3 separate regions of the Mus musculus genome follow, and all the other regions are linked to region 1. Evidence: chromatin contacts called from public HiChIP or PLAC-seq data. All regions are on one chromosome and are shown on one strand. The core of a region is the stretch at or near the end of the contact, and the rest is flanking DNA. Distances in the headings are between cores, read along the strand shown. Region 1 holds the start of Il15 (interleukin 15). Region 2 overlaps Rnf150 (ring finger protein 150). Region 3 overlaps Inpp4b (inositol polyphosphate-4-phosphatase, type II).

Region 1 (4,406 bases), core at 719-3,218:
GTAGTCCATGAAGTGTCTTATTGATGGTCATGTGATTCCTCTACCAGTTGAACAGCACACAGGAGACATAGGGCGATCTGGAGAGATGCGAAAGGAATCACCTTGCCGGGGTACACAGAGCTCTGTATTGGTCCAAGTTGAGGCATGAGATATTGACCTACTTGCTCACCTCTACATCACTCACATACTGTGATGTTCACTTCTAGTACATCATTGTGATGGAATTCAGTCCAGCTTCTGGCCTATTTTTATAGTGCATGCTCATTTCACGAAGCAGGGCTTCAGTGTGAAATGGAAAAGTGGTTGGGTTTGAAACTCATTGAAGCTGTTCAAGACAATTCACTGTATTATCCTGTACAAAAAGAATATTGATTTTAAAAATGTATTTGTATGTGTGTGTGTGTGTGTGTGTGTGTGTGTGTGTGTGTGTGTGTGTGTAAGTGCAGGTCCCTCAGGAGACCAATGCTGTTGGATCCTCTGGAGCAGGAGTTACAGCTGTTAGTGGATCATCTCAGTATGGTCCTGAGAATGGAAGTCCAGACCTCTGCAAGAACAACAAGCTCTTGAACTGCTGAGCAATCTCTCCAGTCAGATTTTTATGTTTCTTTAAATATAATTTATAATGGTAGTAAAATTTTAAATGGTTGTAAAATACACATTTTCACGATTTTTATTATAAGTAAATTTTGGTGTGATTGTTACCAAAACATGCATTATTGTTTCAAATATAAACCTTGAAGGGATACAAGATAAGTGTGTGAGAACAAACTTCCCATTACAATGATTTTATGTGGAATGCCACACACAGTTAATAATTAGTCGTTCAAATATTCTAGTTTTTACCATTTTTTAATGTAATACACAAAAACACAGAACATAGTTGTGTTTAACTAGGTGCCAAGGGCCTCATCGTTTTCTCCTGGCTTTCTCAAAAGCTTTGGGAACCGCAAGCCACTGAGTCTTTTCAATGATTCATCTGAATGCCAAAGCTGGGACCCCGGGCTCTCGGACTGTCTGGAATAGACACACAGTTGACATGGTTAACTCCTCCTCACTATAATCACTCCTAATTTCCAACTTAAAGATGCTGCCTTACCCACGCCTTGTTTCCCATCAAAAGACATGTGCAATGTTTTACATTCAGCTACAAATTAGGTTGGAAAAATGACCCAAGAGGGGTCAATTTAGTGGAAGTTTACTGTTCCCAAACAGGCCCCTCCTAGCAAGAGTTCAGAAAGAAACTTCCCTCTTCCAGACTCTGCAGCAGGTCAAGGGTTGTTTTGGAGGACCGCCCATTCCAGACCCAAGGTCCTTTTCCGTTTCCTCCCGGTACAGTCTCTGTCCAGATCTCCTCCGGGCTTCTATGGGGAAGCCAAACTGCCTCCCTGCAAGGCCAGTTGCTGTAGATGCAAGCAACCTGTGAACTCAGGCCAACTCCTTGAAACTTCACAGAGGCAAAGGCATTCCAGGACACACAGAGGCTGTGGCCAACTGCCCAGGGGGAGGAGACTGCTCTCTGCTCTCAGTTGCCCTTCAGGTTCTGCGCCCTGGGGACCTGGCAGTGGCAGAATCATGTGGGCACCTGGTAAGGTGGCCGGGACCATGTGTTCCTCCCGCAACCTCCCCAGGGTGTTGATCTCCGCCTCAGCTTGGGCTCTTTCTCTTTCACTTTTCTGTTAGCTGGGGTTGGGACTCCCCGGCTGGAAAGCACTGGGGGAAACCGGGGAAACCCCAGCTGATTCGCTCCTTGTGCCTTGATTGCTCCCGCTGGCTGCTGCCCTGCATCCTGCACCCTTCAACCAGAACCCGATGGAGGTACAGAATGGGAGGTGGTAGTGCTGGTGGTGGTGGATCAACAATGGAATTTTTTTTTTTTCCGAAAGCCTACGCCCCGGGCCCCTCCCAGCTCTGGCTCTGCTCAGGCACCCTTTTCCCCTCCAGCTGCCGGCCAGGCCGCCCCGCCCTCTTTCTTGACCAAGACTTCAATACTCAGTGGCACTGTATTCCCCTTCTGTCCAGCCACTCTTCCCCAGAGTTCTCTTCTTCATCCTCCCCCTTGCAGAGTAGGGCAGCTTGCAGGTCCTCCTGCAAGTCTCTCCCAATTCTCTGCGCCCAAAAGACTTGCAGTGCATCTCCTTACGCGCTGCAGGGACCTTGCCAGGGCAGGACTGCCCCCGCCCAGTTGCAGAGTTGGACGAAGACGGGATCCTGCTGTGTTTGGAAGGCTGAGTTCCACATCTAACAGCTCAGAGAGGTCAGGAAAGGTACTAACTCGGCTCTGCTTGCCACATTCTTTCAAACTTCTGGCCCCGGCGAATGGATGGCTGCTATGGACTTTCTTTCTTTCTTTCTCTCTCTCTCTCCTCTCTCCCTTTGCAAAAATTACTCACCTTTTCCTTGTTGAAGATGCGTTTTCTAGGGAAATAAATGTGCAGGAATGGCCATAGGTCTGGGTCTGTATTAGCAACAGCTTAGCTCAAGGCTTAATCAAAGCAGTTGTCTGTATGAAATACCAGATTGAAGGGAAGCAACGGGGAAGATTGTCCTGAAATAAAATCCTCACTCAAGCGGGCTTTAGATGAAAACCCAGCTAACTTTTTCAAGTGGGTTGGAGAGTGCAAAGTTGCAAGAAAGGGAAGCTCAAAAGAATGTCTATAGCCCCTCCCCCCTGCATTTAATATTATGTTAATGCCCAAACAATGTTAATGATCCAGGTTCCAGACAGAACCAGGCAGCGTCCTGACAGGTTTCAGACAGAACCAGAGACAGAGTCCCGCAGAAGCTGAAATGGAAATGAGGTGATTGGCAGCAGCTACTTTCCACTGGTGATTTTAAATTGATTTCTGATACTCTCATTGGTGGCGCCAGGGAGGCCCCATTGACCTGCCAGGACTCTCCAGTCTGAGCCGGTAAATAAACAGATTACTACGATTGCTGCCTCAAGTTAGATCCTTATCAACATTGAATGCTCACTAAAATTTAAAGGATTTCTTAAAGGAAGTTTAGAGGGATTGATAAGAAAGAAGCGACTCAAGAGGGAACATCAATATTAATAAAGGAGTAGAGACAAAACTATAGTTATTTTAGGCTTTTAGAATAAAAAAACAACAACAACAACAACAACAAACTCCGGAGTTTTACTTAAAATGTGGAAGGGTCAGAAATTGCTTCAGGCTTGTTATAAATGTGTCTGCTTCTCCTCTGATCTTTATGCTTCCCCTTTTCCCTTCTGGGAGTTTGCAGTCCCATTCTCACTCTAATGGCTCCTCTTGCCTTGTGATCTGTTTTGCAACATGATAGGGGGTCAGGTTTTCCCTAGTTCAGATCCCTGACAGGTTTCTAGTAGTTTAGATATTACTGCTGGCTGCTGATTGGCAGGCAGAGGCAGTGTACAGTGCGGTGGGAAGCTGCTTCTTAGAATTTTCCTGCAGATTGCTGGTGGGTTAAAGGAAAAATACAATGGTGCTTTCTTAGTTAAATCTTGTTTCAATTCTAAGAAGTGTCTGTGGCTATATTGCATAATATAACATTTGTCAAGGACACAGATTTATATATATATATATATATATATATACATATATATATATATATATATATATATAAACTAATTTTGAAGAGTTTTAGCAAAATGGCTTAAGGTTATTGAAACAATTTGGAAGCAGAATTTTGACCTTGGGAAGCACTTCATCTGAGGTGTGTGCTGCCGCTCTGTGATTTCAGCTCTGTGATTTCAGGGAAGCTAAAAAAAAAAAAAAAAAAAAAAAAAAAGGAGCTCTGTGGATTTTCCTGAGGGAACTATTTGTAACACCAATCAGCTTTTATAAATGGATATTTGACCCAAGGCTTTAAAACGTTTAGAATCTGGTCTCTGTTTATGTAACTTTTCTTCTGAATGCTGGTTAACCACAACCCAGGAAATAATGTCTTCATCCCACAGCCTGTTACATAAATAACAGTCAACAACTTAAATTCTAACCCCCCAATATTGTTCTAAGTGCACATGTGTTTAGAGAGTGTCATGCTAGACATCTGTTTATAAATATTCGTGTGTATGGCACATTTGCTAGAGTAACTCATTTGCAGGGAAACAGGTCTTGGGAGGGTTAATCTCTTCCACCCCAGACAGAGCTAAGATTGCAATGCTGATAAAAATGAAAGAATTTCCTATTCAACAGCTTCCCCACAGTTTTGACAGTGACAGTTACTAATTTATTTTGGGCCAATGTTGCTAGAATTTTGGCTTCTGATTACTTTTATAGCTGATATTATTAATTATATATTTAAGGATTATAATCACATAATATCTGTATGCATTTGATCCCTTAGAGAAATTCATGATCTCTAAATGGGAATAGCTGCCTAATATGTATCAGATTTTTAAAATAATGACTCATAATGGGTAAATC
Region 2 (4,635 bases), core at 1,740-4,239, 540 kb before region 1:
TTCTTAACTTTGACACATTGATACAGCTCTCAAAGGCTAATTGTGATGTTTTATTTACATTCTTGCTTTTTAATAGTGAAATCAGTATTCTTTCCAACTAAAACCCGAACCTGTCAGCAAACTCCATGTTCTAAGAGGCAATTGACTATTTGGGGGTTTTCTTTGCTACAGTGATCTTAATTTCAGAAATATCTAGAAATGAGCAATCACAAATAGCAGTAATATTCACCCAAACCGGCAATTATTTGTTAGAATGTACTCCATCAGAGCTGGAAGATGAGATGATTCAATAAGTGCTTGGTGTTCAAGCAGATGACTTGATCCCCAGCATCCATGGGCGAAGCTGGATGTGGCAGCCTGTAATCTCTGCTGGTGAGCTAGAGATAGGAGATTCTGGAGCTAGCAGATCAGCTAGCCTTTCCCATCACAGTTCCAGACTGAGACCCTGTCTCAGAAAATAAAGTAGCCCATTATATAGGAAGACACATGTTCTCAATCTCTAGTCTCTACATGCATGTGAATATACACGCACACTCACATGAACGTGTATGCATGCATACCCTCCACACACAAATGTGCACCACTCATTAATGATTACGTCTTTTCTTGGCTGTAGGAAGCAGGTGATTCTAAGAATGGATGACCTAAATGTTTTCCACAGCTATTCTTGCAAGGACCCATGACCTACCTGCATTTTAATGGAGAGACTGACTATATATAATGTGTGAACACATTGATATTCTCTGTGATGGAAAATTATGTAGAAACCACAGGAAGCACATATCTATTTTTTAGCGAGGCAAGCATTTCCCCTGGATTGTATACTAGTTACTGAATATTCCTTGAGTTTTCACAGAAAATAGACTTCTATCACGTGATATCCATGTGACTTCCTGACCACCTCTCTCCAATGCGGTGGTTGATATTTTGTTATGCACCATGAAAAGGCTACATAGTGTGGACAGATATTCTCTGTAACACTTGAGTTCAAGCCTACTGGGTCAAACAAATTCTTTGCACACCACCTCCAACCCTGGATAAGCTTCTAGGATCTTTAAATCAGAGTAGCTGATTACCTCATGGGTAATCTAAGCAATAAGGATTATGCTGTTTCTTACTAAAGTGCCAGTGTCAAAGGAAGTTGATAGTAATTCTCCTTACCATTATCATTATTGATTTAAGAGAAGTTGGATATCTTTATGAAACAATTGACTGTGACGATACTTCCCCCAGGCAGAGGAAATCATTGGTTATTGCAAGCAAACACAATTTCTTTATACATTATGGCACCAAGTGTCCAGAAGAATTGAAGCAAGTTCTCAGAGATCTCTGCAGTTGTAGAGGTTCATTGCATCATTGTTCACAATATCCAAGATGTTAAATTAGCTAAAGTATTCATCTGTGAGTGATGGGTAGCCAGACACCTCATACACATAGGAAGGATGTTACATGAAAATGATCCAGCCTTCCAAAGGAAGGAAATGCTGTCATGTCATTGTAAAATAGATGAGACTTGACATTATACTGAGTGAGGTCATCTAGTTACACAATAATCACAGCATACAAAATAATTAAGTGACAAGGACACTATGAGAAGAGTAGGGTAGGATTGGGGACTGGGGTTGGAAGAAGGTTGGGGTGCATGTGAAAGGCTCCAGGTCATAGCTCTATTCTACTGCTAACCAGCTCACCTTCATAAACTTCAATGGCATGAGCAGACAAATGCTCGTACAGCCTGATAAAGAAAGCTAAGGAATGCTTAGTGGAGCCATGAGGGTGTGCATGTGTATACGTGTGCATATGTGTGTGCCTGTGTGTATGTGTGTGTGTATGTGTGCATATGTGTATGTATCTGCATGTGTATGTGTGTGCATGTGTATGTGCATACATTGCCAGAAGAGGTTGCCCGTTGCCATGGGCATGAGGTTATAGGTGATTGCAAGCTGTCCAGTGTAGGTGCTAGGAACCAACACATGTTCTCTGCAAGAGCAGAGTGACTGCCGAGACATCTCTGCAGCTCCTTCTATTTCTTTTTTAAACGTGACATTCTGTTTACATGCTGGCCTTCTTTCTTCTTTTTAAGTAAGATCACTTGTTCTCAGCATCTCCCTGTCTCCCTTAGCCTTTTCTAAAGCATGAAATGTAGCACATACAAACTTGCTTCATGCTCATCCCAAAGGCCATTGTAAGAGAAAGAATCTTTTTTTTTTTTATAAAGTTGATGCATTGTCATACTTCTATAAAACCACTGCTTGGCCCTCACTGAGAAAAACCCTTATTTCAATGTGCAGATTATCTAGCAACAAAAAGAAAAATCCATTTCATGGAGCCATGAGGGAAAGGATGCAAATGACTAGTGCTCTTAACAGCAGTGGAGGAAAATGTATGTGTTCCAAAGTGATATGTACGTGCTGAAGTGATAAATTAATATGTGTTAATAATATTAATCAAATATTACTAATGTTTTCGGAGACATATTAGTTATAAGAACACAGCACCATGAGGCAGAGACCCTCATGAGTACTATAATTATCTACAGTGATACCCTTTGCCCATTCAGCTCCTTTATGTGCCCAGGAGTTGCAGGTCCACAGGACACTTACTCATCATGTAGCATAGGTGACATCTGGTGATGTGCACACAACTGTAGAGTCAGGAAGTCGAGCCTGCAAACCACTAGTATTAAACTGATGTGTTTGGTGTAAACCAGGGAACAGTTTTCCAAGATGTTTTCATGGTGTCATTTTTCAATTTAATAAATATCCTTTAGCGCTTGAGAGAGTGCAAGCCCTTAAGTCTGGGGCCAGACCTGGGAGACGAGAAAAGTTAAAGAGGACAGCACCGTTGGCAGGCAAAAGAAGAACTGGAGCTCTGAAGCTGTGTTTGAATAACATCCAGAACGATTAGGAAGGAGGAACTGAGAGGCAGAACGACAGGGCGTTTGGGGCTGACAGAGTCATAAATCTGTACGAGTACATACAGGAAATGCATGTGGAGGCTTCTAAAAATACACATAGTACAGGCATGAGGAACAAGGAAAATATAGCCTCCCTTCCCACCCTAGGGAGATTCAGTTTAAGGTTTGCACAAAGGGCTGCGCCTGACCTATTCCACTGCTGCAGTCTGTGCTGTGTCTGGAATACAGCAAGTGCTTGCAAAATTTGTTGCATGACTAAGCCAGAGATGAGGAGACCATGGCAGCCGAGGGACAGGTCACAGCTGTCTGAAAATACCAGACTCAGCACTTGGATTTTATCTTCCATATGGTAAACAAAACAAAGCAAAACATACTTTAGCACACTAAGCCCCTTTCGGAAGTGGTGTTAACTCTATGTTCAACAGCTTTCTAGAGGCTTTGGACAATGCACCCCTCATTTAGAACGATGGGTTGCATGAAGGGAACATCATTGTTTGGTTAGGGAATCTCTATTGCAGTATATTCCTTTTTTGATAAGGAAAATCTTAATTGCAACATACTTGTGGGCACTGCTAACTTATAAATTTGTTGGAGAAACCTTGATAATACTGTATCAGACAATTGTCAATGAAAAGAAAGCATTCACAATATAGCACCCAAAACCCAACAGCACAGCATAACCAAAGCAAATCAATTTCTTAACTGTAACCAACTTATCGTCCCTGAAGAACCCTTAGCTCAAACCTGCTGCAAGTCATGGAATGCTCATTTGGGGTTTTCCAATAGTTTTCATGTAAACATTTATTTACTTATTTTTATTTCATGTGAATTGGTGTTTTGCCTGCACATATATTTGTGCGAGGATGTCGCATTCCCAGAACAGGAACTACAGATACGTATGAGCTGCCCTGTGGGTGCTGGGGATTGAACCAGGGTCCCCTGGAAGTGCAACCGGTGCTCTTAACAGCTAAGCCATCTCCATTCCTGCCACCTTTTAAAATTCTTTATCTGACTTCCAGGTTCCTTGGCTTTGATTCAGTGCTTACCACAGACTCATCAGTTTTCATTATTTTTTCATTCTATTCTTTATCTGAGCGTGAGAAGTGACATTTTTACTGGTTGACCATGTGGCAGGATATAGACTTGTTGCTGTCCTTATTACTGGAAGGAACACCGAATTCTATTTGCCCTTAAAAAAACATTTAACATTTTTTTTTGCGTGAGAATATGTGTGCACATGTGTGTATATATATATATATGAGAATGTGTATGTGTATATGTGTATGTATGTTTCATGTGTGTGTACATGTGGGTGTATGTGTGTGGGGCGGTGAGCTATGAAAGGCAGCCTGGTCCCCAGTCGAGCACAGGCTTTGAGCGCCAGAGACCTGGTAGGTGACTTCTGTCTGCAAGGGATGGCAGGTGTTTGGCCATGCCCCCTGGGCCCCTGGATCCTACTGCAGAGAGGTGTGTAGTCATCAGTCAAGTAGAGCAATGCCCCAAGCTCCTGGTGTTCTGTCTGGACTCCAGTCCTTGCAGTTACCTGGCAACAGCCAGATAGGCTCCTCCCCACAGTTACCTGGCAACAGCCAGGTAGGCCAGCCCACTATAAAAGGGCTGTTTGCTCCCTCCTCCCTCTCTTACTCTCTTGCCTCCCCCCCACCCCCCCCCGCATCCCCTTCTCCCTTCTCTCCAAATGGCCATGGCTGACCTTTACT
Region 3 (4,952 bases), core at 2,280-4,779, 550 kb after region 1:
TTGGGCACAATATATAAATATTTTATAATTATATTTATTATGTGTTTATGTATTGATTATATGTTTCATTTTATCTTTCACTGATAATTATGGATTTTAATTAAATTCTTATATTCCATTCCATTCATTATTCACTTATAACAAAATTATTAACAGATCATAAATTTCACAAGTCCCCTAAGTTTCTAAGCTTGTTCAATGTACCCTTTGAAATCATGTGGGTCTGGAGGAATGTAGAATAAAGCAAACATAATAACATGATGGTCTTTTTAACTATAAAGTAGCAATCGTCCCAGACTGGAATTCTTCAGCCAGATGGACAGACAGGTGGAATGGCTATTTTTAGGCATGAGCTATGGACGCGCCATAAGGCACAGGTGCAAGCAAGCTTGGTGACCACAACCACTGACTGTCTCGTCTGCTGGACCAGGAGCCCCTTCACATGCAGCTCTTTAACTGATCAGTATCAGAGACAGCCCAACAACAGAAACAGAGGGCATGTACACAGAATGCCAGGGACAATAACCCTGAGACAAGCAGTCCCACTGCAATTGTTAGCCCAGGTTTTATCTCAGGGGACACTGTCAGAGCTTTCCAAAATAAGGCACATCGAACCTTAGTATTGGTAATGGCCTGCCAAATGAAAACAGACCCCATGCCCCCGTCTTCTAATCCCTCTATGCCCCCAAAACTAGAACTGATAGCTTCTTTATCATTGCACATATGTATGTATAAATGTATGAATGTATTATAGTGATACAGAGTTATATTTGTTTATATATATGTATATTTATATGTATAATAAGGTTTTCAGTTACAAAAGTTTATTTTATTCAAAACCTAATTTTATCTAGGGAATCCATGTTGGATTAAATGGAATACCTAAATTCCCATTTTTGTTTATTTTTCTTTATTTACTTGCATTCTAATTAGGAAATAAAATCACTTTCCCCTTCTCTCTCCTCACCCAGACCCCATGCCCCCGTCTTCTAGTCCCTCTATGCCCCCAAAACTAGAACTGATTGCTTCTTTATCATTGCACATATGTATGTATGTATAAATGTATGAATGTATATATGTATGTATGTATCTATATGGATATACATACATGGATACCCATGCAGAGGGGAAAACACATAATGCTAATGCAAAATTATAGTGATACAGAGTAATGTTTGTTTATATATATGTATATTTCTATGTATAATATTCATGATTTGTTATTACACCAAACAAGAGAATATATCTAAAACAGATAATAAATTTCACAAGGCCACTAACTTTCTAAGCTTGTTTTACTTACATTTTGAAATTGTGCAGATCTGGTCTGGATGACTTTAGAATAAAGCAAAGTATATATGGCATGATATTATGGTAGTCTTATTAGCCATAAAGTTACAATTTCCATATGTATTTATTATTATGTATTATATATAATATATGGGCAAATACATGAATACAGTATATAATTGGGTGTGCCTCTGTGTGTGTTTGCTGAGCTTATTTTTTATTTTTGTTGCTTCTGTGCATATGGTTTTAGGGTTGACCACTTTGCACTGGACCTCCAATTAGGAAAGTCATCCTTATAAAAGGCTAATTCTCTAGCAGGAACAGTCATTAGTTGGCTGTAGTTCTCTGTCTAGGGGTGATAGCCTACAAGATTTCATATTAGCAAGATTGCTGATCTGTCGTTGTTCAAATCTTCTCCAGGAAACATTTTTAAGACAGGCAGCTACAGAACAGAATTGGTGGTCCTCCGGCTCTTAACAGTCTTTCTGCTCCCTCCTCCATGATGTCTCCTGGGGTTCTATTTTATTCTAAAAATAGTATATTATGGTTTTACATTGTAACACCAAACAGGATAACTGCCAGTACACTTACATTCTATTTTTCTTATATTGTTATTTGTGTTTGTTTCACCTCAATATAAGTCAACATAGAATTTATCCAATCCCCAACTCCAAATTAGAGAACAAAACATCCACCGATGTAAACACTCACTGGAGACATTGGAAGAGAATGAATTAGAGCAAAATCAATTTTCTCTCTTTCTAAGTTCTGAATACCCACAGAGAGGGGGAAAACGGTACACAATGCACAACAATAAGGATGCAGAGCATCATTTTGAGCATAAAGTCATCAACACACCATTAGTAGCTCAGTGAGGAAAGCAGACAGTGCATTATTGACACTTAAATGGGGCTTAAGATATTGTACCCATGGGTCTGGTGCCTTAGATACGTCTTCTGCCCAACTAAAATTCTATGGAAAGATAGAGTATTTGAAGGTGAGGAAAAAGAAGAGGCATAGAGGAGATAAAAGAGAAGAAGGAGGAGAGGTAAGAAGGGGGAGGAGAGAGAGAAAACCTGGACAAAGAAGAAGGGGAGAAGTGGGTAGGACAGGAAAGAAGAGGAAGAAGAAAGGATTATTATTATTTAGTTGAAAAATATTTGCAGTACAAAAAGAACAATATATATGCATAAGAAAAAGTTTGTTTCAGAAGTAAATCTAAATAAGATTTTAAAAATTAAGATGTAAAGGATATGAAGTCTTATGCAGTTACTGCTGTTGAGAAGATATTTCCTATGATTCCAATTTGCTCAGATTTGTTTTAGGATATGTAAGGTATTTACAAGAAGTTCCAAATCATTGGAAAAACTGCCTGTAATCAGGGGGAAGAGCTGCAGAAGTCCATAAGAATGATGTGTCCTGTACACAGCCACAATAGATAGCATCCAGGAAGCCATATTAGACCAGGTTAGAACATAAAAGTACCTTTTAGTCTCTATAATTATCTTGGAAGGTTATTGCCTCCATCTGTTAACCTGGGCTTAGTCTTGCAAGCTTCTAGCCTCAGTACAATCTAAACTAGGCCTCTGAGATTTGCTGCTGAATAAGCTTACCATTTCTTGTTCTTTCTGAGCTCAGGCTGGCTGGCTCAACTCAGGTGTTCCGGCTCAAACTCCTCTCCACACTTACTGATTTAATCTGGCTTCTCTCAGCCTCTGAATTTCTCTATTTGCACTCAAAACTAACTCTGGCAATCTTTTCTAATCTTCTGACTTCTTCTCATTCTCTTGCTCATTCCATCTTTAACTGTGTCTAACTTGTTCTATCTTTAATCCATCTCTGTATAACTCTCCTGGTAAAACTGCCTCCTTTTCCCTCTCTGTGCTGCTCTACTCTCCCTCTCAACTCTACTGTACAGCCTCCACAAATTCTACTGTATCCCTAGACTATATTCTCTTCTTCCTCTACCCTCTGTCTTTTCCATAAATTTCTTCCCTTCCTTTTCTCTTCTTCTGAAAGTTGGGAATATCCTGTTTTGTCAAATCTTTCTCTGATTCATCACTTTGTCTGCCACGCCATTAGACAACATTTTCAAACATGAGTGCTCCTTTCTACAAACTTTACATTCATTGTTTGAAATTAGAGATAAGTACAAAGGGCATGTCTGTATGCTAGCCAGAGGGGTTAAAGCTGTGAGCTAATGGCTGTGCCACACCCTAACTAGAAACAGGTCCAAATATCCAATATCCTGTAACACTGGAATTCTAGTCTCTTGATTCTCTGCCAAGCATCTTTTCATCCACAGTATGTTGTGCCAAGTTTCCAGCACAGATGGCAATTCCTGTCCTGATAGATATTTTGTTTGCACACCTCATAACTCTGACCTTCCTTTCCTGCTCACGACAATACAACACTCACAAGTATCAGCCTGGGGAAGATGATCATTAAAACACACAGCATATCATTTCAATCACTCATTTTGCTGGAGAGTAATAACCAGAGTATAAGAAGAGGTTATCAATGGTTATTCCTGAAGTCTCATCACAGGGAATGTGAGACCAAAAGTTTATTCTTCAGTGCATTGTAGGGACTTGGACAGCTCATCAGACTTGAAACCACATGCCCTATGTCCACAATGGCTCCACTGTTCACTACTAAGGAAGTCAACCTAGGTACCACAACTGCCACACCTCCATCAGGAAGCTCATCTCACAAAGTCTTCACTCAATGGATATTCCAAGTGCCACACAGAGCTGTTTCTCTCAAAGAGGTTATCTACTATTTTAATAGCTTAAAATGTGACTACACCAAGTAAAGGGATCCATAAAATTTCAATGTCCACCAGGTTTAGAAGACTTACCATGAAGAAATGGAGCACGGACTGTAACTTTTATATTGAACATATTTTAAGAATATATTACTTATAGTGAGTTAAAGAAAAATATAAATAATTTAGTCTGTTTCTTTGAACTGTTTAAAATATGGCTATTGGACATTTTTAAATGACGTATGTGGCAAATCTTATATGTTACTCATTTCATTTTGACTAGACACTGGTCTATTGCAGATTAAATGAGCTTATAAGTGATACTTTGACCTATTCTTACAAAGTCATATACAGGATTGTTAGTATAAATTTTGAAGGCCTTTGAAAAGCAAAAGTTGATATGCAACTGTTGTGATATATACACATGTATGTGTATACATATATGATATACACAAACATATATATATGCATACATAATTACAGAATAAGACAATTTTATAGCCTGGGCATTTTGTCTTCACTGTCAACCATAAGAAATATGTTTGCTTGATGTCCCATTCCATTGTAAGAACTGTTAATACTGAAAACAGCATTATAAAGAAAATAATGCATGCTAACTATTAAGAGTTTATGAATAACCTCAAAACTAAACAGTACTTTGTGCTAGGTTTTTGCTAATGAATTACATGTTTGTTATGAATACAGTCCAGAAGATTTAAGAACACAAATTGGTATCTATTTGACTAAGCCATTGGGAAAATGCTTGGATACATCCAGTAAATGTTGCCTAAGTGTGCTCAGAAATGAAAGGAACATAATAGTAGGAATTACACTGAAAGGTTTTAGCTCATGTTGGAATAAGTGTTCTTAGTATATAGTAAGGACAGAGTCACCA

Evidence for each region. HiChIP or PLAC-seq counts read pairs in DNA pulled down with a chosen protein or histone mark.
Region 2: a contact with region 1 is called in an H3K4me3 HiChIP or PLAC-seq map of bone marrow-derived macrophages, with 2.5 times the contacts expected there. The contact joins the enhancer-like site here to the promoter of Il15 in region 1. A contact is called at or near these places in 3 of 39 promoter capture datasets (the C10 cell line, pre-B cells and stem cell-derived epiblast-like cells), 1 of 115 datasets of contacts at active chromatin or transcription factors (bone marrow-derived macrophages) and 1 of 9 other capture datasets (liver).
Region 3: a contact with region 1 is called in an HNF4G HiChIP or PLAC-seq map of pancreatic cancer cells. The contact joins the enhancer-like site here to the promoter of Il15 in region 1. A contact is called at or near these places in 7 of 39 promoter capture datasets (the 3T3-L1 cell line, frontonasal cranial neural crest, hippocampal neurons and 2 more), 1 of 115 datasets of contacts at active chromatin or transcription factors (pancreatic cancer cells) and 2 of 9 other capture datasets (adipose tissue and pancreatic islet).

What each region holds. Positions count from the first base shown.
Region 1 is chr8:82,400,148-82,404,553 of GRCm38.p6, reverse strand. Il15 (interleukin 15) reads left to right here and starts at 1,968. Exons shown (of 8, transcript NM_001254747.1): 1 at 1,968-2,254.
Region 2 is chr8:82,938,530-82,943,164 of GRCm38.p6, reverse strand. All of the region lies in intron 1 of Rnf150 (ring finger protein 150), which reads right to left. Among named protein-coding and RNA genes, the nearest start is that of Rnf150, 77 kb to the right of the region's middle. Within about 2 kb of position 2,989, at least 113 of the 459 cell types and tissues checked have an H3K27ac peak or open chromatin away from gene starts, as enhancers often do. A contact at or near this core is called in bone marrow-derived macrophages, where this site is marked.
Region 3 is chr8:81,848,813-81,853,764 of GRCm38.p6, reverse strand. All of the region lies in intron 7 of Inpp4b (inositol polyphosphate-4-phosphatase, type II), which reads right to left. Among named protein-coding and RNA genes, the nearest start is that of Gm25267, 300 kb to the left of the region's middle. Within about 2 kb of position 3,529, at least 13 of the 459 cell types and tissues checked have an H3K27ac peak or open chromatin away from gene starts, as enhancers often do. A contact at or near this core is called in pancreatic cancer cells, where this site is marked.